Linked DNA regions of Mus musculus: regions 1, 2, 4, 5 and 6 are each linked to region 3. A link is a contact called in public ChIA-PET, Hi-C, HiChIP or PLAC-seq and promoter capture Hi-C data. All regions are on one chromosome and are shown on one strand. The core of a region is the stretch at or near the end of the contact, and the rest is flanking DNA. Distances in the headings are between cores, read along the strand shown.

Region 1 (3,580 bases), core at 959-3,458, 260 kb after region 3:
GTTGCCTGCCAATTGTTGGAACAGCTTCCTGAGAAAAAAGATGCTGAACTCTTTTTTTTCCTCTTTTGTTTTTCAATCAAGGGTTTCTCTGTGAAACCCCCCCCCCCCCCAGCTGTCCTGGAACTCACTCTGTAAACCAGGTGGGCCTGGGACTTGAAGATCTGCCTGTGTCTGCCTCCCCACCCAGCTAGATGGTGAGTTCTTACATTGGAAACTCGGTAGAGGAGTGTTATCCCCTTTTTCTATCAGCATGTGGACTTCACTGAAGAGAGCGACAGAGCTCATCAAGCCGACCTGTTTGTTACCTGTCTGCCCACCATAGACACAGACTCGGAGAACATTTGAGAAACCTGTGTTACGCTTTGATCATCATGTGAGACCACAGTTAACTCTGGCAGGCTTATCGGTCTGGCAGTTAGTCTAGTTGTTAGCAGCTAGACTCCAGCTGAACAAGGCATGGGTCAGTTTGGACAGGTTCAGGCCACAGGCAGTATGAGCAAAATGCTAGTCCCGGGGGACTGTTCACCCTCATACCCAAAATAAGTCACATTTACATTTGCAGGGAAAGTTTGTTGGAACTTGATACTGGTGACCTTTTGAAAATATATCACAAATCAATTTTCTTACTAAAAAAAGTCATTGCCATCTCATTTTCTATTCCATTTCAAGAGATCTCTTTGAGACTAGTTTAGGTTTTTTTTTTCTACCATTTGTGCTATTCAAACAAGACATGAATAGTTTAGATATAGATTGTCCCAGGAGAATAGTGTTACTGTCAATGTAACCTAGTTAGTAAGAAATACTAAGAGGGCTGAGGGGATGGCTCAGCCCTTAAGTGAAGAACGCCTCTTGCAGAGAATTCAGTTTGGTCCCCAGCATCCACATCAGGTGGCTCACAACTGCCTGTAACTCCAGCTCTGGCGGAACTAACACTTTTAGCCCCTGTGGGCACCTGCACACACACACACACACACACACACACACACGTAAAAGTTAATAAAAAATAAATATTTTTAAAAAGAAAATGGGGCTGGAGAGATGTCTCAGAGGTTAAGAGCACTGACTGCTCTTCTGAAGGTCCTGAGTTCAATTCCCAGCAGCCACATGATGGCCCACAACCATCTGTAATGGGATCTGATGCCTTCTTCTGGGGTGTCTGAGGACAGCGACAGTGTAATTACATATAATAAATAAATAAATACATACATCTTTAAAAAATAAAAAGAAAATGAATACATTGGTTGTATGAAAAACTCTAAGTATGAATATAAACATCATAGTTATCGAAGGCATGCATAGAAGGATTTGTTACAGAAAAATCACTCGTAACTGTTCAGCACTGTGAAAAGTAATAATATGGATTCCTGTTATTAATTGCTAAAACTCACATTTTGTATCCAAGTATGGTTTCCATAATTTTATGTGTGAAAGGTTTTCCTTCTAAATATATCCATGGAGATGCACTTTTACACAAGTTGACTTGTCTTACTTGGGGTTACGCTATTGCGATGAACCACCACGACCAAAAGCAATCTGGGGAGGAAAGGGTTTCTTTGCCTTACACTTCCGTGTTGTATTCACCACTGAAGAAGTAAGGACAGGAACTCAAACAGGTCAGGGGCCTGAAGGCAGGAGCTGATGCAGAGGCCATGGGGTAGTGCTGCTTACTGGCTTGCTCAGCCTGCTTTCTTAAAGAACCCAGGACCACCAGCCCAGGCCTGGGCCCTCCTCCACCAATCACTAACTAGGAAAATGCTCTATGGGCTTGCCTATAAGCAAGATCTTAGGGAGGCATTTCCTCAGCTGAGGTTCCCTCTGCTCAGATAACTACAGTTTGTATAAGGTTGACGTAAAACTCGCCAGCACATAACTCTAATAGTGAAAGTGGTTCTAATTTGCTTTACATATTTTTAAAAAGATCTCTGAGTGTGTGTGTGTGTGTGTGTGTGTGTGTGTGTGTGTGTGTGTGTTGGGTGTGTGTGTGTGTTTTGTGTGTGTGTGTGTGTGTGTCTGTCTGTCTGTCTGTCTGTCTATGTGAATGTATGCCCTGTGCATGTAGGTGCCTAAGGAGGTCAGAAAAGACTATCTCATCCCCTGGAGCTGGACTTATAAGGAAAACAGTGAGACTCTGAGCCATTGAGCTGTCTCACTGCTGTAAGAAGCCGCCTGGGAATTTAGCCTTAATCTTAGAAAAGGAGAAGTAACTCCTGAAGATAGAAAGCCAGGAGGATGGTGTGGGGGAGGAGCATAGGCAGAGGAGGAGGTATTGGTGGGGGGAAGAGCTGGGCAGCAGAGGTATTGGTGGCCTTTGCCACTCTTTAGAGAGTGAGGAAGCTTAGCAGGAGGCCTTAGAGCAGATACCAAGGATGGGTAAACGCTGGAGCTCCGCTGGGTAAAGAACAGCGAGGCTCTTCTAGGGACCCAGACAAAGTCTCTGTTTGAGTCAATGAGAAAATTCCAGAAATGGTGTCGGTTGTACAAAAAGGTGAATGCATTCAATGTCACAGAATTTCACACTTTAAATAGGTTAAGATTATGGCAACACACACACACACACACACACACACACACACACACACTTCAATGGTTATAAATATGTACATGTTTTGCCACAATAAAAAAAGAAAGCCTTGAAATGTCATGTTTGATATCGAGGCTTGAGTCTCAGATTATTGAGGGCAACAGTTTCAGCTCTACGGGTAAACTGAGGTAGATGAGGTCAGAGAGCTCGCAACCAGAGACTCAGGCAGGACTAACACTGAAGCCCAGCTCACAGTTCCCCAGGCCTCTTATCCCTACACTGTCAACAACTGGGGTTTTGGGGACACACAGTGGCATAGACACCACGCCCTCAGAGCACTGCCCACTCCTTGTTTGTCTGTTTATGTGTCTGGTTCATTTTAGATGATAAACTCATTGAGGGCAGGGCCCTTGGGTTTGTACAGATGTTTCAACAGCCAGCAGCTTGCCCACACATAGTAAAACCTGAAGGAAGATTTGCTAAGTGGATGAATAAATAAACAAAGGAGCCAACTTCCCATGGGCCAGCAGAGGCTACCCAGGCTGGGAGATGAGTATCAAGAAGCAATCTGGATGTTTCTTTGCTTCGTTCATCAGCTATAGACTATTAGACCTGAATCTGAATGCAAGAAACAATAATTTAGTTAAAAAAAAATATATATATATATATATATATTGAGTTTGAAAAACAATATCATTATCCACATTCATGAAAAATTACATGAAGATATATGTTTACAATTTTATTAGAGAGCAGAAGCACACATTAAAGAATAAGGTTCCCTCCCCCACCCCCCACCCCAGATGCCCTTGAACTTTGGGACCTGTTTCAAACTTTACAGTGCATGGTAGCTGTTTTCAAGAAAAGTGAAGTCTGGTGCCCTCTTGTGGTTTTCTATTTAAAAGACAACTGTAATGAAGTTCTGTGTTGCTGGGGCATGTGTATTCAATCATGCCTAATTGCTGTCTTTGAGACCCGTTGCTGCTTTCACTGGCATGTCTCTTAGCAAATTCATATCAGAATGTTCCACAGGCTAAAGGTATAGTTATGTGGTTGTAA
Region 2 (3,539 bases), core at 155-2,654, 280 kb after region 3:
TAAAAACAAACAAACAAAACCTGTAGGGGACATCTCAGATTCAAACTTTCAGATTTCTTTATTATTTACTATATATAAGGAAGCCCAGTTCATATACTGTAGCTGTCTTCAGACACACCAGAAGAGGACATCAGATCTCATTACAGATGGCTGTGAGCCACCATGTGGTTGTGGGATTCGAACTCAGGACCTCTGAAAGAGCAGTCAGTGCTTTTAACTGATGAGCCATCTCTCCAGGCCCCAGATTCAAACTTTAATGTGCTCAGCATGACATTCACTGTAAGATTCTTTCTCCATGTCCTGTGCTCTGATTTCTCTCCTTTTAGATATTCCTGAATCAAGTTTCTCACATAGTCCCCTTTTCATAATTTGTCGGCTTATTTGATGCTTCATAGAAATTGGATATAAGGGCTGTCGAGAAGGTCCTGAGTTCAAATCCCAACAACCACATGGTGGCTCACAACCATCCGTAATGAGATCTGACACCCTCTTATGGAGTATCTGAGGATAGCTACAGTGTACTTATATATAATAAATAAATAAATCTTAAAAAAAAAGAAAGAAATTGGATATAAGATCTCCTGCCAGATACACCTACCTTAACAAGTCTGACTGTGCTATCTAGCTATGGGACCTCAGATGAGTTATACAACACTGTAAGCCACATATCCCTTAGCTTTGAAACAGATGATTTGTTTCCATCAGGGGTGGCTTCAAGGATACTTAAACAGAAAAGGAAGCAAGCTCAGCAGCCGAGCAACAGCATTAGCACTAACTTGCACTGTTTGTCTATTAACTTGTCTTGAAATAGTCTTGCCATGTAGCTTTTGTTGGCATCAAAGTTTCAATCCTTCTGCTTCCACACCAGCTCCTCTTTCTGACCTTTTAATGTCAGGTTTTCCCAGAGGGTGGTCAGATAACTCAGGATCTTTCCAGGTCTAACCCAGTGTAACCCCCAAGTAAACCGGCCACACGGGAAGGGGAAGACAATGATGGACAGCTAGTATTCAGCTGACTTTGTCTTATTGTTTTCTAACTTACTCCGAAGAGGCAACAACTAGTTAAGTTTAAACCATCCAAACTAGGATGCCCCAGGGACTGAAGGTGTTTCAGAGATGTTAAACAAATAATCCAAAATATCATTGTATTTGCTCCACGACCTGGACAAGTCAATGAACAAAACCAAGGGACCGTCAAAAGCGATGGAAGTAGGTTTTGAGAACGGAGCCCTGTAGGCGAAGCAGGGATCCATTTCCCAATTTTAGCAGAGATGACTTGGGATGCTGGAGCTGTGTGCAGGATTAAGAGTCCCAGTTCTTTCCCCAAAGAGCACCGTGCGCCACCTAGAGGAGCTGAGGGCAGTTGCACGTTCGAAGTCGAGAGAACTTCGGTTTCTATTGGTGAAAACTTTCTGTATTCGTTGGCAGCTTCTCTCTGCACCATCAGAACCTCGGAGCTGTTGGCACACGGAGGAGGTGATCCGAACCTGTCGCTGCCACGGGGCAAGGTGGCTATTTGGTGGATAAAACGGCCAGGAGGCGTAGGTAAGTCGCGGTCCCCGCGAGGTTCTCTGACTTGAGCTCCTACACATCCGAGTTGGGAGGTGGGGGGAGCCGCAGCTTGGGAGTTGGGGGCGGGGAGCTCATTTGTGCCAAGTTTGTTTTTCGTGTTTATTACACCCAGGGTTGGCGGGTCGGTGGCGTCCGAGGGCAGAGTGTGTCCGTGAGGCGTGGGTCTAAAGGCGCCCACTCGGGAGCGCGTCCCCGTGTCTCCGCGTTCTCGCAGTCTCAGGCTTCGCTTTCCCCGAGCTTTTCAGATCACGAGTGTCGCGGGCGGAGGGAAGCAAAGATAACTGGCGTCCCCGCAGCGTCCTGGCTGCATCCCTGTCCTAGCTGCCTGTCCTCAAGGCAGTGACCCCTGAAGGTGTCCTGAAGCAGCGCTGGCGAGCCCTACTGGCCTGCCTGCAGGAAGCAAGGCACAGTGCAGATGAGAAGCCCTGGGCTAGGGAGAGATGACTTAGGGTGACCCATGTTCCTGGAGGCGCTCAGGACAGTGTCATGGTTGCTTGGGAGCTGTGGGAAGTTGTCTCTGGAGAGAAGAGGACTTTTGCGGTGTGACTTTACAAAACAAGGGCCAGGAGAGGTAGCCAGGCATCCTCATTGCGGCAGGACAGAGACGAACCCAGGCGGTCCCCTGGCTCTTCTCAGTTCCTCAAAGGCATGAACCTTGAGAACCCCATCCTCATATCCAACTGCCCTGGACTTGTCAAGGTAGCTGAAAAACGTTTCGCCAATGTAAGCAAGCACACTCCACCTGAAGTCCGTCTACCTGCTGACCTGGAATTGAAGCAATTCCCTGACCCGGTGAGGGATTTGCCCGTGGAAGAGAGAATGCTTGAAAAGGGATATTACTCTAAATGAGAACGAAGGCTCAGAAAACAAAATCAAACAAACCAAAACCAAGCAAACAAAACAATATACCTCCCCATGTATTCTGGAGGTGCCCCTATGGCAAGTTACACTGCCAAGTGCTAGATCTTCAGTTGAAGTTGTGGTTCGAGAGAGCAAAGGTTTGGGGCCCAGTTAGTAAACTTGGGATTTCTTAGACAAGTCCCAAGTCCAAATAGTCGTCAAGGCACCTCCATGACCCCAGTTCCCTTGGTGAGAGGGGAGAACACAGGTTCCGTTCCCCTGAGAGTTAGAAAGATTAATGAACTGAAGGGACAGAGGTATCCTGGGAAAGCCTTACGTGTGGCCTTTACAAGAAAGTGACCAGCACTGTGGCCACAGCTCCTGTCTGCAGTGGCCAGCAGATGCTCCATGCAAGCTTGGTCTTTTCATAATTCCGTGTGGCAAGGGTCAAAGCACGTCTGTTTCTTCATTCCCCCCACCCCCAGCTCTCAGTTCCTCTTTGCCGTGCCACCTGACCCTGCTCCTCAAAATCTTTTATTATTAGATAATAGGAACTGTGTTGCCTGCAGTGGTGGTGCACACCTTTAATCCCAGCACTTGGGAGGCAGAGGCAGGCGGATTTCTGAGTTCGAGGCCAGCCTGGTCTACAACGTGAGTTCCAGGACAGCCAGGGCTATGCAGAGAAACCCTGTATCAAAAAAAAAAAAAAAAAAAAAAAAAAAAAAAAAAAAAAACCGACAATAACAACAAAAAGGAACTGTGTCTTCTCATTCATTTCTTCAGAATCTGTATAGAGTTGAGGAAGGGGTACGAGGAACGTTGATGGAATTTGAGTTTTACAGAACGAAGGCTTAGACACGATGAGTTTCGTTCTGTAATCTTGCATGATTTTAAAATTAGATTTATTTTATTTTATGTATTCGTGTTTTGTCTGCATGTATGTCTGTGTACCATGTGTGTGTCTGGTGCCTAAGGAGATCACAAGAAGGCCTCAGATCCTCCAGCGATAGATGACTGTGCGCCACCAGGTGGGTGCCAGGACTTGAACTTGTGACCTCTGCAAGAACAACACATGCTCTTAACTACTGAACCATTTCTCCAGCCCCCTTGTTTGTTTGTTTTCACACA
Region 3 (3,773 bases), core at 1,126-3,625:
TGCAGTGAACTTATACCAAGGTACTCCTCTGCAAACCAGAAAGAGAGCCCTCACCAGGGACAGAATGGCCCAACTACTTGATCTTCGATTTTCAGCCTTCAAAATCATAGTAAATACATTTCTGATATGCTCCAGCCCAGTGTATAAAGTTTTTGGAAAGCCAAGACAGTTCCCATCCCCACAGATCTGAAGCAGATTGGAGTTTTCGTCATTTTCATTGAGTTCTTTTATTGGTTGCATCCCGCTCATAGCTCATATTCATTCAAACTGAGAAACTGAATATTCTCAGTCACAGACCTAGAGGTCAGCAGTGCTTAACCTGTGGGGTGCACCCCCTTTGGAGGGCCAAATGGCCCTTTCACAGGGGTCATGTAAGGCCATCAAAAACCAGATATTTGCCAGGTGGTGGTGGCGCAAGCCTTTAATCCCAGCACTTGGGAAGCAGAGGCAGGCAGATTTCTGAGTTTGAGGCCAGCCTGGTCTACAAAGTGAGTTCCAGGACAGCCAGGGCTACACAGAGAAACCCTGTCTCGAAAAACAAAAAACAAAACAACAACAGCAACAAAACCCAAAAAACAAACAAAACAAAACAAAACAAAACAACAAAACCAGAGATTTACATTATGATTCATAACAGTAGCAAAATTACAGCTATAAAGTAGCAACAAAAATAATTTTATGGTTGGGAGTCACCACAATACAAGGAGCTGTATTAAATGGCTGCAGTATTGGGAAAGTTGAGAACCACTGCTCTAGGTAATTTTGGACATATTTCTTTAAGTGATTACTATTCATTCATTTTCATTATCAGAAATATCAACATTACTTTCAGATTCGGTTTTCTTTACTTTCACACCCAAATAACAATATATAGTATTAATGTTCTTGAAAATAGAAGTTTTGATCTAGTATAATTTCATGCTGACTGAGAGAAACTGTCATTATGATTATTACCACTAATATGGATACAAGAACTCTTTGGAGTTAGTTTGTACCTTAAAGAGATCAAGATACTAATTGAACACCCTTTAAACTTTGTTCAAGCATTTAACAATTAGAAAGAATTTGCAGACTTGGGTAATCTTTCATAACTTCAGTTGTGAAACTCAGTTTGAAAAAAAATTACCTTTCCAATAAATTACATTTAAAAGTAGTTAGCTTGGGAGTGATAGAGTATACCTTTAATCCCAGCATTCGGGAGACAAAGGTAGGGGGATTTCTGAGTTCAAGACCAGCCGGTCTACGTAGTAAGTTCCAGGCTAGCCAGAATTACATTTAAGACTCTGTTAATAATAATAATTTTAAGAATTTACCTTAATGCTTTCTCAAAATAACATTCTTTGGTTAACCATTAAACAGGTACACAAATGCCTGCCACATGACACAGAAAAGCAACGTTCTGCGTGGCAGCTCATCCACACAGGTTATATTCCACTGAGCTCAGCTCACCTACTTGTTTTTTAGCCTGACTAGCCACATAACTTGCAAGTCCCCCAGCAAAACTAAGATGGAGAGCCTATACACACAGAGCAGGCACTGGGTCCTTCTGACAGTTTGTTGCAAATGCACAGGCTGCGTGATTATTAAACCAGACAATCTTACAGGTTATACATAGTATCCACAACCTAGCAGCCTAAATACTGGTTTTAAAAACTGCTTGTAATATTTAATTTTCTGAACAAAGTACACTTGCTGGTTAAATTGGATGAAGTTGAGAACTGCTGTAAATGATTAACCAGAAACCCTGACACAGTTCAACTTTTATTGAGGGAAGAGGGGAGAAAAAAATGGACATTGAAAAGAGTTAATGAATGTGTCCTCCTCCTAGAAGCTCCAAATCAAGCAGGTGCAGAGTAGATGTGGAATGAGGGTGGAAATGTGAAATTTCTGCTCAGGTTTCCAAACAACTGCAGAGTTCCACACAAGCCCTTTCCACAAGTTAACTGGGAGAGGCCAGCTGGTGTACTAGAGCCTCATTCTCTTGTTGCCTTCTGGGAGCATCTGAAGCAAGTTACAGAGGTCTAGAGGTCCAGTGTCATGACAGACACACTTTTGGCTCATCCTGACACACCGCGGAAACAGGAACCCGGCGAAAAGTCTCTTGGGAATGGCCTTGTAGGGGAGGGTCGGGGTCCGGGAACTCCTAGTCTCCCTTGGGGTGTATCCATAGGGCAGGTCTGCTAGGAGAGTGCGCGCCCTGGGGGCGGTGTCTCAGAATGGGAGCAGCTCAGGAGGGAGGGCTGGGGAGGAGAGGGGCAGAGAAAGGGAGGGACTTGAGGGCGGGGCCGTGAGAGGGGACCAGAGTAAGCGGCCAAAGGAGGGGACGGGCCCAAAGGGAGGAGCCTCTACGTGGGACCCGCCCCGGAGGCCGGGGCGGGACATATGGTGTGGGCGGAGCCAGAGGCAGTGCTCGGGGCGGAAGCCCCAACCTTCTTCCCTGGCGAGTTAGAAGCTGCCCCTCACCGAGGTAAGATGGAATGGGTCGTGAGTCCCAAGCATTCTCTACTACCTGGTTTTCGGGCGGCTGTGCGCGGACGCCTAGACCTGCGGTGGTGATAGCAGCGGGGAATGGTGACGATCTCTGCACCCTTCCCGCCGCGGTAAGGCAGGCCTCGTCCCGCAGGGCCTGCTAATCGCTTTAACTTCGGGGAGCTGGAAACAATGTGTGACCTGGGGCGCCAGGCTCGCTGGGATGCTCGGGTTGGTGGAGTGCCCGCCGGGACGGCATTTCGCCGAGCATTCCCGCGCGGAGCCCGGGGAACGCTTTCCCTCCGGGATCCCAGCCTGGGCTGCAGGCGACGCCACTAGGGCCCTGAGGTGTCTTGGGCAGCGCGCTCGAGGCCGTGCCCAGTGGTAAAAATTCAGGTGTAGGCGGCCGTCCATAGGTGATTTGTGGTTGAGTCGTCAGAAAGATGGCACTTATGTTATTTAAAATTAATAAAATTCACCATTTTTTATGTAGGCCATATTAGGCCTAATGGTCAGCAATCTATAGGCATTCTTTGAAAAGTTAAAGGAATGAAACCCCAGGCTTCTATAACAGTATTGTTTGTAGTGGGACATACTAGTAAGAAAGTAGACTAAGGTTTTAATTAGCTCTTAGCTATATATAATTGCTATGATGATACTGAGATTTTGTTTTATTTTGTTTTTGAGACATTGTAGTTCTGACTGTCCTGGAACTCACTTTGTATACCAGGCTGTTCTCGAACGCCTGGTTCTCCAGGGATTTAGGGCGCGTGCAACGAAACTTTTAAAGTTCAACTTTTGAGACATTTCAGATATAAGATAGGCTGTACAGGCAAGGATCTAAGTTTAATTTTAAATGTGTTGGGTTTTGCTATAGCGATGCGAAATAAATGCATAGCAGTTTGGCACTAATGCTTAAAATTTGAATATGAAAAGACAGATTTAGATTTTTCAGCCCAGAAGATGTGTTTGAAATTTAGGGACTATGAGTTAGGGGGAAAATATGTGACAAGAACTGGGAAAGGGGCGTGGGGTGGGGGAGTTGGGAACTAAGAATGAAATAGAGGGGGGGGGAGGCAGGACAGGCTTTGAGTAAAGAAATGGTGGTCAGGACTGTGAATTTATGCCTTCCCCAAAGCAGCAGAATATGCTTATTCATTGTGAAGCAGCAAAAGTGTGTTGCCATTGTCAAAGGTCTGTGACTAAGCCCTGACTAAGTCTGGAGGCAACTGTATCTTAACAAACAACATAGGTCCTGAGAAACTTAAGAAAGTTCATTCTTGGGTGAGCATACCAGAATCAGC
Region 4 (3,538 bases), core at 484-2,983, 460 kb after region 3:
GCTGGTGTGCATGTTAGAACATTAATCATGTCCTGCCCCACGCTGGGGAAGCACTCTCCTTTCCACACCGCACTTGGTCTAATTAGCTGAAGAGTCTCCTCTCTGTCAAAGTCACTGAGACTTTTAGGGGTAACTTCACCCTCTCTCTTCTCTTCTCTGTATTGGGAACACCAACTGGAACGGCCTTGGAGCATTTGTGCACAAAGCATTTCACGTGGTTGCATGACAGTTTACCCCGTGCATAAATCAGAAAACTGTAATAAACTTCATCTGATGCTCCAGTCTCTAAAAGTGGAGCTGTTTTTCTAGGTCCTGCTCAGCATGAAGGTAAAAGAAACACAATGATTTGTGTAAGTCTGGGCCCTACACAGCCCACAGTGGCCACAGCAACTTAAGCTGTCAGCTCCAACCCTCTTACCAGCCCATTTCTTATACTGCTTAAGTACTCTTTTCTCCCCCCTTCTTTCCTCCCTCTCCCTTCCTCTCCCTCCCTGCCTCCATCTTTCTCTCCCTCCCTCCCTTCCTTCCTTTCTTTCTCTCTTCCTTTCTTTCTTTCTCAAAGCTATTGAACCAATGAAGACTTGAGGATTTTTAAACATGAAGTTATTTCCACTATTTTCATCTCCAAGTTGATCTTCCCACCCACAAACCTCTAAAGAGAATATTGTTAGGTGGTATGTTACATTATATTAGACATTTGTTCCTGACCAACATATTGGTTTTATTTTGTGGTTGTTTTGGTTTTTGTTGGTTTGCTTGTTTTGTTTTGCTTTGTTTTGTTGAGACAGGGTTCCCCTCTGTGGTCCTGGAACTCACTAGTTCAGGTTGGTCTCAAATTCAGAGATTTCCCCATGCCTCTGCCTCCTGAGTGCTGGGATAAAGAGGTATGCCACCATGCTTGGAGACATTTGGTATTTATACTAAAACATTTCTCCTTCATTATACCATGACCTTTGAAGGTTTTTTTTTTTCCCACTTCGATGGTTCTTCTATTGCTTCTATGGCTCTGTTCTTTAAAAGTTATTTATATTTTTATTTATGTATATGTGGGTGCCTGCATGAGTTTATGCACACCACGTTTGTACAGGTGAGGCCAGAGGACATCGGGGCCCCTGGAGTTGGACTTACAGGTGTTGCCGAGCTACCCGATGTGGGTGCTAGGAATCAAATACATCTCCTCTGTTAGCATAGTATGTGTTCTTAACTGCGGAGCCATCTCTCCAGTTCTCTTAGCTCTGTTTTTGACACAGTGCAATCTCATTTCTATTTCTACTTGAACTTCTCAGCAGTCTCTCACAGTGTCCAATAATCGGACACTCTTGTGTGCAAACCCAGGGCCAGGTTTAGATTCCACGACCCAGTTTACTCGTCTCAACCACAGTCCTTGTGCTGTGCTTTTCCGTTACTAACCAGGTCAGGCTTCCCTTGGAAGAAAGAGCAGGGCCTGACCTATAGTAGGCATTCATAAAATATGTGTGGAACGTAAGCACCTATGGACACCTATATACCAAGTGTGGGATGTCTAACAAGGAGGCCTGCCTGACAGCTGTAGAACCAGACTTGCTGTGGCCTCTAGGAATTGCCGCAGTGTGTTAGGGAGACCCTGCTATGAATGCGCATGTGCGGTGTTGGTCTTGTTGAGGTGAGATGAGCCAACTCAGCCATAGTAACTTAGTAAAGTTACAGCAACTTTCCTATAACAGAGGCCTCCATTGCATAACATGCAGAAGTGCAAACTTCCTCTTCTGCAATTCCCAGACAGGCTCATGATGTTCACATTCAATGCCCCACTAGCTAAGGTATTCAAGATGCTTATTAGCGACTGCTGATCTATGAGCAAGTGCAGAGAGTGAGAGAAAGGCATGGTGGAGTGGAGCCTGGGTGCACAGCCGGGAAGAGGGGAGTGAAATGAGAGTTGGAATGTTGCTGAGATGTGAGTCTTAGATTCTCCCAGCTTCTGTGTCCTTCTCTATAAAATGAAAATAATTGTACTAATGCATACCGTCAGCTTATACTGAGAGTCATCGGGGGACAGTAAAATATGGTGCTTACTGCACCCCACAAATCCCTCTTCTTAGTGCCTGGTAAGGATTTTGCTATGAGCCTATGGTTCTTTTTAGCATTAGCTTTTAGAGAGCTGGAGTTTAACTTTCAGCCACTTACTAGCAAAGTGCGACAGATTTTAGGCATCCATTGACTGCTGAAACTCCTCGCTGACTGCATCTGCTTGCTGCATCTATGTTTATTGTTCTTTGGCTTGAAGATGCCTCTATTCAAATGAGTTTTGGAAATCTGATTATAAGAGGAGAATGGAGAAGGAGAGGGAATGGAGAGAAGGTGGTGGTCCGATCACTAGTGCATGTCTCTTCAGAATTTCTGTGCTCTGTGAACGAGATCATGTGTGTTTGTACACTTGTCCTTCAGCATGTCCTGGGTCCCCCCAGAGAACCCATCATACCACTATCTTGTTAGATATAGAAGGCCAATGATAATAAAATAAAGTTTCAATAGCAAAAAGGCCTCTTAAATGAGTTAAAATGCACCTATATTAGATACTTTCAACCATGTCTCTAGTTCCCACCGATGATGGGAGCTAAGATCCTGTTGGGTGGGGAGTAGTCTGAGCTTCTCAGGCAACACTCTAAGGCTTGCTACTTTTATTTGCTTACTCTTGTGGCCTGGGCATTTGTTTATTTTCATTTTCATGCATGAATTTTATTAACAAAATATTGGATAACAAAAGTTTGAGCCATTGTCATTTCATGTGGCTGGAGAGTTTCACTCACACTGGCAGACATGTGCCACTCCCATTGGCAGATAAGAGTGGATGGAGGTTTCACGGGTATGTGTGATGCAGTTTGAAGTGTGGTGCAGTTTGACCCATGGGGTTTATTGTTATAACATTTGCTTTTTTTGCACGGATGTCAGTCGTTACTGAGAACAAACACAACACCACAGAATAATGTGGAAACATAAAAAAGAAAATGGGTTTAAAGTATCCTTGCCATAAATGGGAAATATTTTAAAATATATAAGTTTATTACAATGGTCAAAATAAAATTATAGTTAGACACATCTCATCTGCTGTTTCCCTACTCCATTTACAATCAAGAAATCTGGCGAATGGAACCTCCATCCCCAATGTAGCAAGGAGCCTTTCTGGTTCATTCACTTTCTTACCACAAGGGGGCAGCAGTGATGCGTAGGGATAGCAGGTTGCTCAGCAAACGTTTCTGAGAAAACATTTAAGATGTGTTTCAGATTTTCATATTTGAATTTTTAGAAGGTCACCTCCTTCCTTCATCCTTGACTGTGTATGGTCAAACTTATGCACAGAACTCTCTGAATTTATAAAGGATATCTACGGGCGTGGCCAAGCATTAATTTAAAGATAATCATGATGGCATTTGTAAAGTTACTTATGTAAAAGTTAAAGGTTTTAATTGTATGTTTCTATATGGTAAATTACTCCAAAATATAGCAATATTACCACCTCTTTCTCTGTTCCTTGTAATGTTGGCTTAGAGTTCAAATGGGT
Region 5 (3,994 bases), core at 1,041-3,540, 310 kb after region 3:
CATTACATAGCACTGGTAGATTAAAAAGGCCTAAGAGGATTTTTAAGTGGCTAATACTGAAACAGAAATCAAATGCAACAATTTAAAAACGATGAGACCACTCTAATTCTATTTTCCAAACCAGTTAGTGTGCAATAAAAATAAGTGCGATGCATAAAAGTTTTAAAAGAAGAATTTACTTTCAAGGAGATTAACTGTCATTGAGAAATGTTAACAGGATGCAAATATAATCTTTATTCTATGAAGCCATAGAAGCTGGGAGACAGCTAAAATTCCGTAAGAGAGAACTAAACTTCTACAGTGTGTGTGTATGGGGCCACACTTATCGCATGTGCATAATAGTTTGTTGGCAATTTGTTCTGAGGATGTGTAATGGATTACAAGTAGAGATTATAGGCAACATAGTTTAACTATCTGCAGTCTTTCTATTCTCTTGGTCTCTCATGCAAACTTGAGGGTTATGAAGCCATGCTCCCCATGCTCCCCGTGCTCCCGTGCTCCCCGTGCTCCCCGTGCTCCCTGTGCTCCACGGAGGTCTCTTACTTATCTTTATCTGGTGTCTTTGCTCTCTGGCTTAGCTGATGCCAGGAAGGATGTTGTGACTGCTTGGGCAGAATTTGTCCTCTATAGACACTGAGCCATGCTAGTCTCGTTGTATAGGATATCTTTTCCCTCCTTTCCCAGAATCCTCTGTAAGACATGGGCAGAGATCTCACATGTTTTTTTTGTTTGTTTGTTTTTTTTTTTTTTTAAACCTTGGCAATTTTTGTTGACCTTGAGATAAAAATGCAAATTTACCACTTTACCCATAACTCTAGGTCCCCGTTGAAATCAGGACACAGCTGTTTCCAGAGCACTCCTCTTCAAGAGGACTTTATAACTTTGTCACATCGCCTTATTCTAATGTTTTTATTACATCTATTCACGTGTGTCCTTTCCAAGCATGTTAGACTGTTGTCTCCTCGGCTGTCTTGTGTACCCTGGTTTCTGTGCCAGGTAGTGGGAAGCCCCAAGGATTCTATAATAGAAGAGTTATATGTGATACTGACTTCTAATTTGGGCACAATTGAGATGTTTAAAGAATCCTAGCTTTAGAAGGCCAACAGATTCCAACCAGAAAAACATATTGGATAAGTATAAACTTTTCTTAAAATGAAAAGATGACAAAATTAAAGCCCCTAAACTGAGAAACGGACCACGATGTCCACTGCTTTTCCATCAGTGAAAAACGCTGTACTGACCAGCTCTGAAAACGTGTAACAGTTGCCATTTTCTGTCCTCAGGAGGGACATAGCAGTGGTGGCCCAGAACTTCTTCTGTGCTGGATGTGGGACTCCAATACAGCCCAGTAAGTACAGGTCCTGCGCTGTTTGCTTGTTCCATGATAACAGTGAGGATCTGCAGGGCTGGACTATGTGTTGCTTTAGAGTGAGACTGACTTCTTGGTGTGAGCGTGTTGTGAAGGAGTCGTGGAGGTGGCCCTGTCTTTTGCTAGGAGGAGACTGTGACCTACAAAGCTGCATGACTAGCCAGGTACAAGGAGGGCCAGCATCCTGGCTGCTCCTCAATTGGGCACTCAGACAACCCAGCCGTACCTGTCTTAGGGGGTTGAAACTATTGTTTCCTCTTCCCAGAATGAACCCCTCACCCCCATAGACTTCCTTCCCCATGACTCTTGGTTTTCTTCATATCTTTATGCTCTTTTTCTACCCACTCCACTCCCCCTCTCCTTTTCCTGGGATCTTCCATGGTTGCCTTGTGGATCGTGTGGTCGCAGACAGTCGCGTGTGTGCTTCATAGGATCTTCCTCTGCAATGCTTATTCAGCATTTATCTGTCTCCATCACCAAACCATAAATTCCAGGAAGGCAGAAGCCTTGTTGCTTTTGCTCATTGTTCATCTCCAGCCTCTATAGCTATGCTTGCTTATAAGACGGTCCTCTAGGCATACCTGCAGAGTAATCAAATGGCTCCTGGCAAGACTTCTCTGAGAGCTGAGGATATGGTAACTCATTTATGGGATGGCCAAGGTCCTGCAAACTAGTCTTCCCCAAGTGACACCATGCAAGACTTTCAGCACAACCTGGGGATTGCTTGTTCTCCAGAGAAGATGTCTGTTTCAAGACATTAAAATTGAAAGCAGAACCAGCCAGGGCTTCCTCTATCTCACTACACGTTAATGACAATCACAGTGTGTCCTCTTTAAATGACTCATTTTCCCAGCTAGCCTAGCAAGAGGCGGGTCTGTGAGTTGATCTGTACACCCTAATGCCACACCAAATGCCAAATGCATGAGTCAGAAACCACATAGACGCGAGACTCCATCAATCCGTTTAAGTACCTTCCTGAGTCCATTCTTTCCTGCCAGAACGGCAGGGGATCTTGCAGGTCCTGCCCCCATGGGATCTGCTTCCATTTTTGTCTGTCCTCGTGGTCTAAGGAAGAAGGATGGGCATGATTTATTCTGTACTGATGATAGCACAGTGGGCATTTGATGAAGTTTGGTGAATGAGTGAGTGGATCCTGAGATGGTAGAGACTTTGAGGCTGGGAAAGGTGAGTTATATCAGTGTCTTAGTTAAGGTTTTACTGCTATGAACAGACACCATGACTAAGGCAACTCCTATAGGCACAACATTTAATTGGATCTGGCTTACAGATTCAGAGGTTCAGTCCATTATCATCAAGGCAGGAAGCATGGCAGCTTCCAGGCAGTCATAGTGCAGGAGAAGCTGATATAGTTCTACATCTTCATCTGAAGGCTGCTAGTGGAAGACTCGCTTCCAGGCAGCTAGGATGGGGGTCTTAAAGCCCACGCCCACAGTGACACACCTACTCCAACAGGGCTATATCTTCTAATAATGCTGCTCCCTGGCCGAGCATATACAAACCATCACAAATGGCATGCTCAGTATTATACTTTTTGATCCTTTAGTCTGTTGGTGATTTGACTGTACACGCAGATTATACCTCTACACGCAGGATAATCCATTAGGCAGAGACACCTTCTCCTTCATCACCCGAAGGAGTGGGATATGCTGGCTACACTAGATTCAAACTGAGCTCGCCTGCTCTCTGCCTGTGTGTCCAGCTCTCTGCCTGTGTGTCCAGCTCTCTGCCTGTGTGTCCCCACTATGATGCTTCACCTCGCTGACCTGTTTTCCTCAATGAAAGAGGGAAATATAAGTTCCTAAGTCATGGAATTAGAAGCTTAGAATAACATACATTAACCATTCACCAGATTGGGAAACAGACTAAGTGCCCAGTGAAGACTTAGTCCTGTCTACTCTTCAAGGCATTAGTTGGAAAAATGTTATCTGTATCTACAGTGTGCCAGGGAATGGAGTTGCCGCCTTCCCACACAGGTCCTTCAGGTCCTGCCAGGCACTAATGCTGAGGGATGGTTGCACAGGAGATTTTAGCTGGGTTGTTTTTCTTCGTAGACCAGATAATACACAGTATTACCACCTTCATCCCTACATCTTTTGTCCATCAGAATATTTTATTAGAGAAACCTCAGAAGCACCATGTGTTAATTTCCCCATGCTACAGAGATGTGTATCATTAGCTCTTTGGGGGTCTAGGGTCTAGGTTTCTCTCTCTCTCTCTCTCTCATTCTCTCTCTCTCTCTCTCTCTCCCAGGTATTGTTTCCTTTCTCTCTTTGGTGTATATGTGTATGTATACACACATATACATACATATATAGTATGTACATATACACACATGTATGTGTGTATGTGTGTATGCATGTATGTGTGTGTGTGTATGTATGTATGTATGTATGTATGTATGCATGTGTGTGTGTATGTATGTATAACCTCTTTTGTAAGCTACATCCTGACACTGTGCATGCACTGCTTTAGAATATGCTCTTCCTATGTGGGCCATTTCCTGCACCCAGTTGTGTGCTGCATTTTATTAGCCTGAGATTCTGAGTTGTTGCTGGAGTTCCTGTGAGTAGCAGGTAGCATCTTCAAAGCCAACTAGATTCCCAG
Region 6 (3,722 bases), core at 1,062-3,561, 340 kb after region 3:
ATTAAAAAAAAAAAAAAAAAAAAAAAAAAAAAGCAGGTTCTCAGCCAAGCCCCATGCTAACGACCAAGAGAAATGGCTTCTGCTGCAGGAGGGTGTGGCAAATCACGTGGTAAAGGCATGGGTGTGACAAGCCTTCTACATGGAGCATATAAGCAATCTGGAAGAGCTATTGGCAGCTACCACATAGTTCAAAAGCTATTATATTCTTGCAAATTGTTAAGTGAAATTTCCTGCATGTATATGTATAAATACAATGAACATATATAATTATATAAGCATAATTATATAAATATGTATATTTATTATACATAAATTATATATAAAACATTTATAAATTTTATAATTTAAATAAATTATACACACACATATATAAATGCATATATATGTGCACATATATGCTATATACATATGCACATATATAAGCATATATATTTGGTGTGTATATATATACTTGGTGTATATTTACAGAATCTTTCATCGTCTAAAATTGTTCTGCTATTGACCCTCTGTGATACTCTTGGTTTTTTAACTCTGGTGCTACTGTGACTCTGACACAGGAGCTCTTTGAGAATGGTTTACTTTGTGATTAGAGCGTTGTGTCTGAGAAGTACGTACACGGCTTCTTTAATCATAAGTTCTGGCTAGCATAACTAATGATGCAGTACAGGGCACTGTGCACACTAATGCACGTGGCAATTTGTCTGATCTCCCTCTAAAAGGACAGCATCAGAGTGAGAACTGGTCCTGGCAAACATAGCCTGCTTCTAAGTGGCCTCGCTCGTAAACCCATTCAGTTCTAGACCTACGTAGCCAACTGCGGCCAACATGTGGACCTCATTCTGTCTTTCACAGATATTGGAAATCCTGGAAACTTGAAATAATTAGCAAATTGCCCAGAGAGTTATTAAAAATAATTTTCATAAGGTGGCACAGAAGTTTGAGGGTCCTGATGGCTGCTCATGCCGCAGGAACTAAATCCCTGTTAGTCGTGGTTGTGATGCTTCTTCGTGAAGCAGAGGTTAGCTGCCCTCAGTCGACATCCTGACCACCCCTGAAATGCCCCAGAGAAGATGCATTTCAGCAGGGGGCCCCGATGAGCCACCTATAGGCTCCATCTGAAGTAGAGATGTTGCCAAAACAGCCAGGTTGCCTTGGGAAGGAAGTATGGTGTGGAGGAAGGGGGGGGGGGGACGACACGGGTCGGGTGGAGAGTGGGTGAGGGTGGAGGGTGAAGAGGCGTGGTGTGGGGGTGGCGTCAATGGTGAGGTATGCGAGGAGTAGAGGGTGGTGTGGAGGGCGAGGGTGAAGGCTAAAGTGTCCCTCTGTGGCAGACAGAAAGGGCTCCCACCCCAAACTCACCCTACACCTACATCCAAATCCCTGGAGCATGCGCTGAGGTCATGCAACCCGCAATTGACGGAACTGGAGTTCCTGGTTGAATTAACATTTCTGGTCAGCTGACCATGCAGTAGGGAAGCCACCACCAGCACTAACCCACCAGCATTAACCCCAAGACCCCCATTTCAAGCTTCGGAGCTTCGGAGTTGTGAGCTGCTAAGGTCGTGATTCATTCGAAGCCACTGGTTTGTGGTTGTTACAGCAGCAACAGGAAACTCCTGCCATCTGAGTGTGTGACTGCCTTCGCAGAGCAGCTGCTTCATCGCCTTTTCAAGACACGCCCCTTGGAGAGCCCCTTGGTAGTGTTATGGTATTCACTGGCAGAATCTTCTGGAAAAACAAGCTGGTCAAAGCAGGAAGGCTGCTTCTGCAGTGTCTTCCTCCTAGCCTGCTGTTTCCTCCTTTAAGGTGTTCTGTTTACAGATGGACCCAAAGATGATAGTTTGCATTTGATGACCATGGCACTTACAATTCAAATGTAGTCTAAAAGAGCTGGGAATTTGATTTTTTTTTCTTCCCTTGCCCGATCACTAATTTTAGAGACACAATCGTTGCAGAAGGCATTGATCTTTTGTGCTGCACCAGATATTAGATATTATTTGCCAGGAAAGGGTTGAGGGAGGGCAGCAGGGAGGGGCCACGGGGGTTGGCAGACTGTGGTTTCTACTGCTTGCAACACCCATCAGTCATCCTGCTTGATGCAACTTGCGGAAGCCCTAAGAACGGCATGGCAAGGGGGGAGGGGAACAGCAGACCCTCTGTAGTGGGGAGCTCAGCCCCTGACTGGTGGACCTGCTTTCTTCAGAATAAACTTAAGTGTTGGGTTTTGGTGACTATTTATGGAGGTTCACACAGTTACTGTCATGGCTGGGACACAATACTGTGGCTTGCACTAGGACAACCATACAGACCTGCAAGACTCAAGCTAGTTCTGACACATGCAAGCCCACATGTTTCCTGTCACCTATGTCTGTTCTCGGAGGCAGTATCTCGGTAAGGAAGGTTGAGGAGAGCCAACGACTGTCCAGTTTCTCAGGGCCTACCAGAGGGTTCCCTTTTCTGCAACAAGCCACAGGAGGAGGAAGGATTGGTACATTAAGGTTTCCCTTTCTTTAAAACCTTTCCCCTCCCCTCTCCTCCCATTTTGTCCCCTCCCCTCCCTTTTTGTCCCCTCCCCTCCCCCTCAAGACAAACCATGTAGGCCAGCCCCAAGTAGAGGATGTCATGTCTTAGTGGGATTCATGCTGTATTTATGCTTCATAAAATTTAAAAAGTTTATAAAGTTAAGCTACCAGAAAATGGAGTTGAATATAAGAAAAATTCCAGTAGCCACATGGAGATACTGTTTCCTCCATAATGGATCAGTCAATATTTTCCAAGATTCGACTCAGTTTGGAGGCTCAGTAGGATGGGAAGGGGAATAATGTCACCTTCTAAGGTACAACTTGGAGGGGTCAAAAGGTTTGCGGAAAGAAACCAGCGTTCTGTAACAGAGGCTCAACCACACTTCTATGTATCGCTCTGTTATCTTGCTGTTCAGGGTCTGCTGTTTCCTTACTTGATAAAGTTACCTGTAAAACAGAGATGTGAGCTTGAAGTGTTTCACTGAGTGGCGAGAGAAGCAGGTAGCATCCGCCAATCCTTAGGTATGATTTTTGATGAAAAAGTATCAAAGGTCTTTCTAGTTGAAATTTGCTACAGTGTGTCGGCGCAGAGGCCTGGAGCCCTGTCTGCCAGTGAACCAGAAAACTGTTACAGCCAGGGAGGCTTGGCTACCTATGCCTTGGAGCCCGTCGCCCACTCAATTCCCATTGGATTTTTAAATAGATTTCCTGAGATGTCTGAAAATTATGTAAATTAGAGGCCAGGGTCCAATTTAGAGATAATGTCATAAAAAATTAAGAATCTCTTTGAATAAGAGAATGACACATGCCTTTGAGGGAGGGGGATAAATCTAGTGTGTTTCTTCAGGACCAGGGAACATTCAGGCACCTGGAATTGTGTGTCAAGAGTGTGTTCAGCAGCCTCCCACTGAGCACTGTGCTGAGACTAGGATTTGGGTCTGTTTAGTTTTCATAGGACTTTGAAGATGGGAACCTTGCTGGTTCTTAATGAAAGGGTACCCTGATTGCTTGGGGCTGGCTGGTATGGAATGGGCTGTGGTTTAGATAGTGTGCCAGTCAGACTTTGTGTTGCTGTGACCTAAATAAAACTACCACACAGAAGAATTCCTCATTTCACTCACACTTTCTGAGGTTTTTGGCGCTCGTGGTGACAGAGTGTGGTGGGGCAGAATTGTTCAACTCGAGGCAACCAAGCAAGCA

What was found. A called contact is a pair of places that touch in the nucleus more often than the background predicts. ChIA-PET counts read pairs in DNA pulled down with a chosen protein or histone mark. HiChIP or PLAC-seq counts read pairs in DNA pulled down with a chosen protein or histone mark. Capture Hi-C pulls out chosen DNA fragments and counts their contacts.
Region 1: a contact with region 3 is called in an H3K4me3 HiChIP or PLAC-seq map of bone marrow-derived macrophages, with 5 times the contacts expected there. The contact joins the enhancer-like site here to the promoter of Esd in region 3. A contact is called at or near these places in 15 of 39 promoter capture datasets (3T3-L1-derived adipocytes, the HPC-7 cell line, Sertoli cells and 9 more), 4 of 484 Hi-C or Micro-C datasets (the CH12 cell line, bone marrow-derived macrophages, embryonic fibroblasts and 1 more), 21 of 115 datasets of contacts at active chromatin or transcription factors (the 230-238 cell line, CD8 T cells, the NIH/3T3 cell line and 12 more) and 4 of 9 other capture datasets (adipose tissue, embryonic stem cells, liver and 1 more).
Region 2: a contact with region 3 is called in a promoter capture Hi-C map of liver. The contact joins the promoter of Rubcnl here to the promoter of Esd in region 3. A contact is called at or near these places in 14 of 39 promoter capture datasets (the 3T3-L1 cell line, the HPC-7 cell line, cranial neural crest and 9 more), 3 of 15 datasets of contacts at CTCF or cohesin (the NIH/3T3 cell line, embryonic stem cells and large pre-B cells), 4 of 484 Hi-C or Micro-C datasets (B cells, bone marrow-derived macrophages, embryonic stem cells and 1 more), 11 of 115 datasets of contacts at active chromatin or transcription factors (the 230-238 cell line, bone marrow-derived macrophages, craniofacial prominence and 4 more) and 4 of 9 other capture datasets (adipose tissue, embryonic stem cells, liver and 1 more).
Region 4: a Hi-C map of B cells shows a contact between it and region 3, with 6 read pairs. The contact joins the enhancer-like site here to the promoter of Esd in region 3. A contact is called at or near these places in 2 of 39 promoter capture datasets (liver and pre-B cells), 4 of 484 Hi-C or Micro-C datasets (B cells, CD4 T cells, CD8 T cells and 1 more), 1 of 115 datasets of contacts at active chromatin or transcription factors (effector CD8 T cells) and 2 of 9 other capture datasets (adipose tissue and liver).
Region 5: a contact with region 3 is called in an H3K4me3 HiChIP or PLAC-seq map of bone marrow-derived macrophages, with 4 times the contacts expected there. The contact joins the enhancer-like site here to the promoter of Esd in region 3. A contact is called at or near these places in 3 of 39 promoter capture datasets (the C10 cell line, embryonic stem cells and frontonasal cranial neural crest), 1 of 15 datasets of contacts at CTCF or cohesin (the NIH/3T3 cell line), 6 of 115 datasets of contacts at active chromatin or transcription factors (the 230-238 cell line, the NIH/3T3 cell line, bone marrow-derived macrophages and 2 more) and 3 of 9 other capture datasets (adipose tissue, liver and pancreatic islet).
Region 6: a contact with region 3 is called in an RNA polymerase II ChIA-PET map of effector CD8 T cells, with 19 read pairs. The contact joins the enhancer-like site here to the promoter of Esd in region 3. A contact is called at or near these places in 1 of 39 promoter capture datasets (the C10 cell line), 1 of 484 Hi-C or Micro-C datasets (embryonic stem cells), 3 of 115 datasets of contacts at active chromatin or transcription factors (bone marrow-derived macrophages, effector CD8 T cells and large pre-B cells) and 3 of 9 other capture datasets (adipose tissue, liver and pancreatic islet).

The regions. Positions count from the first base shown.
Region 1 is chr14:74,987,288-74,990,867 of GRCm38.p6, forward strand. No RefSeq gene overlaps it. Among named protein-coding and RNA genes, the nearest start is that of Gm4278, 14 kb to the left of the region's middle. Within about 2 kb of position 2,209, at least 16 of the 459 cell types and tissues checked have an H3K27ac peak or open chromatin away from gene starts, as enhancers often do. A contact at or near this core is called in the 230-238 cell line, the CH12 cell line, bone marrow-derived macrophages and 1 more, where this site is marked.
Region 2 is chr14:75,014,623-75,018,161 of GRCm38.p6, forward strand. It overlaps Rubcnl (RUN and cysteine rich domain containing beclin 1 interacting protein like), which reads left to right and starts at 1,405. Exons shown (of 14, transcript NM_198642.2): 1 at 1,405-1,544.
Region 3 is chr14:74,729,922-74,733,694 of GRCm38.p6, forward strand. Esd (esterase D/formylglutathione hydrolase) reads left to right here and starts at 2,376. Exons shown (of 9, transcript NM_016903.5): 1 at 2,376-2,467.
Region 4 is chr14:75,194,053-75,197,590 of GRCm38.p6, forward strand. All of the region lies in intron 2 of Lcp1 (lymphocyte cytosolic protein 1), which reads left to right. Among named protein-coding and RNA genes, the nearest start is that of Cpb2, 46 kb to the right of the region's middle. Within about 2 kb of position 1,734, at least 45 of the 459 cell types and tissues checked have an H3K27ac peak or open chromatin away from gene starts, as enhancers often do. A contact at or near this core is called in B cells and myeloid progenitors, where this site is marked.
Region 5 is chr14:75,043,126-75,047,119 of GRCm38.p6, forward strand. It overlaps Rubcnl (RUN and cysteine rich domain containing beclin 1 interacting protein like), which reads left to right. Exons shown (of 14, transcript NM_198642.2): 9 at 1,284-1,348. Among named protein-coding and RNA genes, the nearest start is that of Rubcnl, 29 kb to the left of the region's middle. Within about 2 kb of position 2,291, at least 73 of the 459 cell types and tissues checked have an H3K27ac peak or open chromatin away from gene starts, as enhancers often do. A contact at or near this core is called in the NIH/3T3 cell line and bone marrow-derived macrophages, where this site is marked.
Region 6 is chr14:75,067,415-75,071,136 of GRCm38.p6, forward strand. No RefSeq gene overlaps it. Among named protein-coding and RNA genes, the nearest start is that of Rubcnl, 53 kb to the left of the region's middle. Within about 2 kb of position 2,312, at least 123 of the 459 cell types and tissues checked have an H3K27ac peak or open chromatin away from gene starts, as enhancers often do. A contact at or near this core is called in adipose tissue, bone marrow-derived macrophages and effector CD8 T cells, where this site is marked.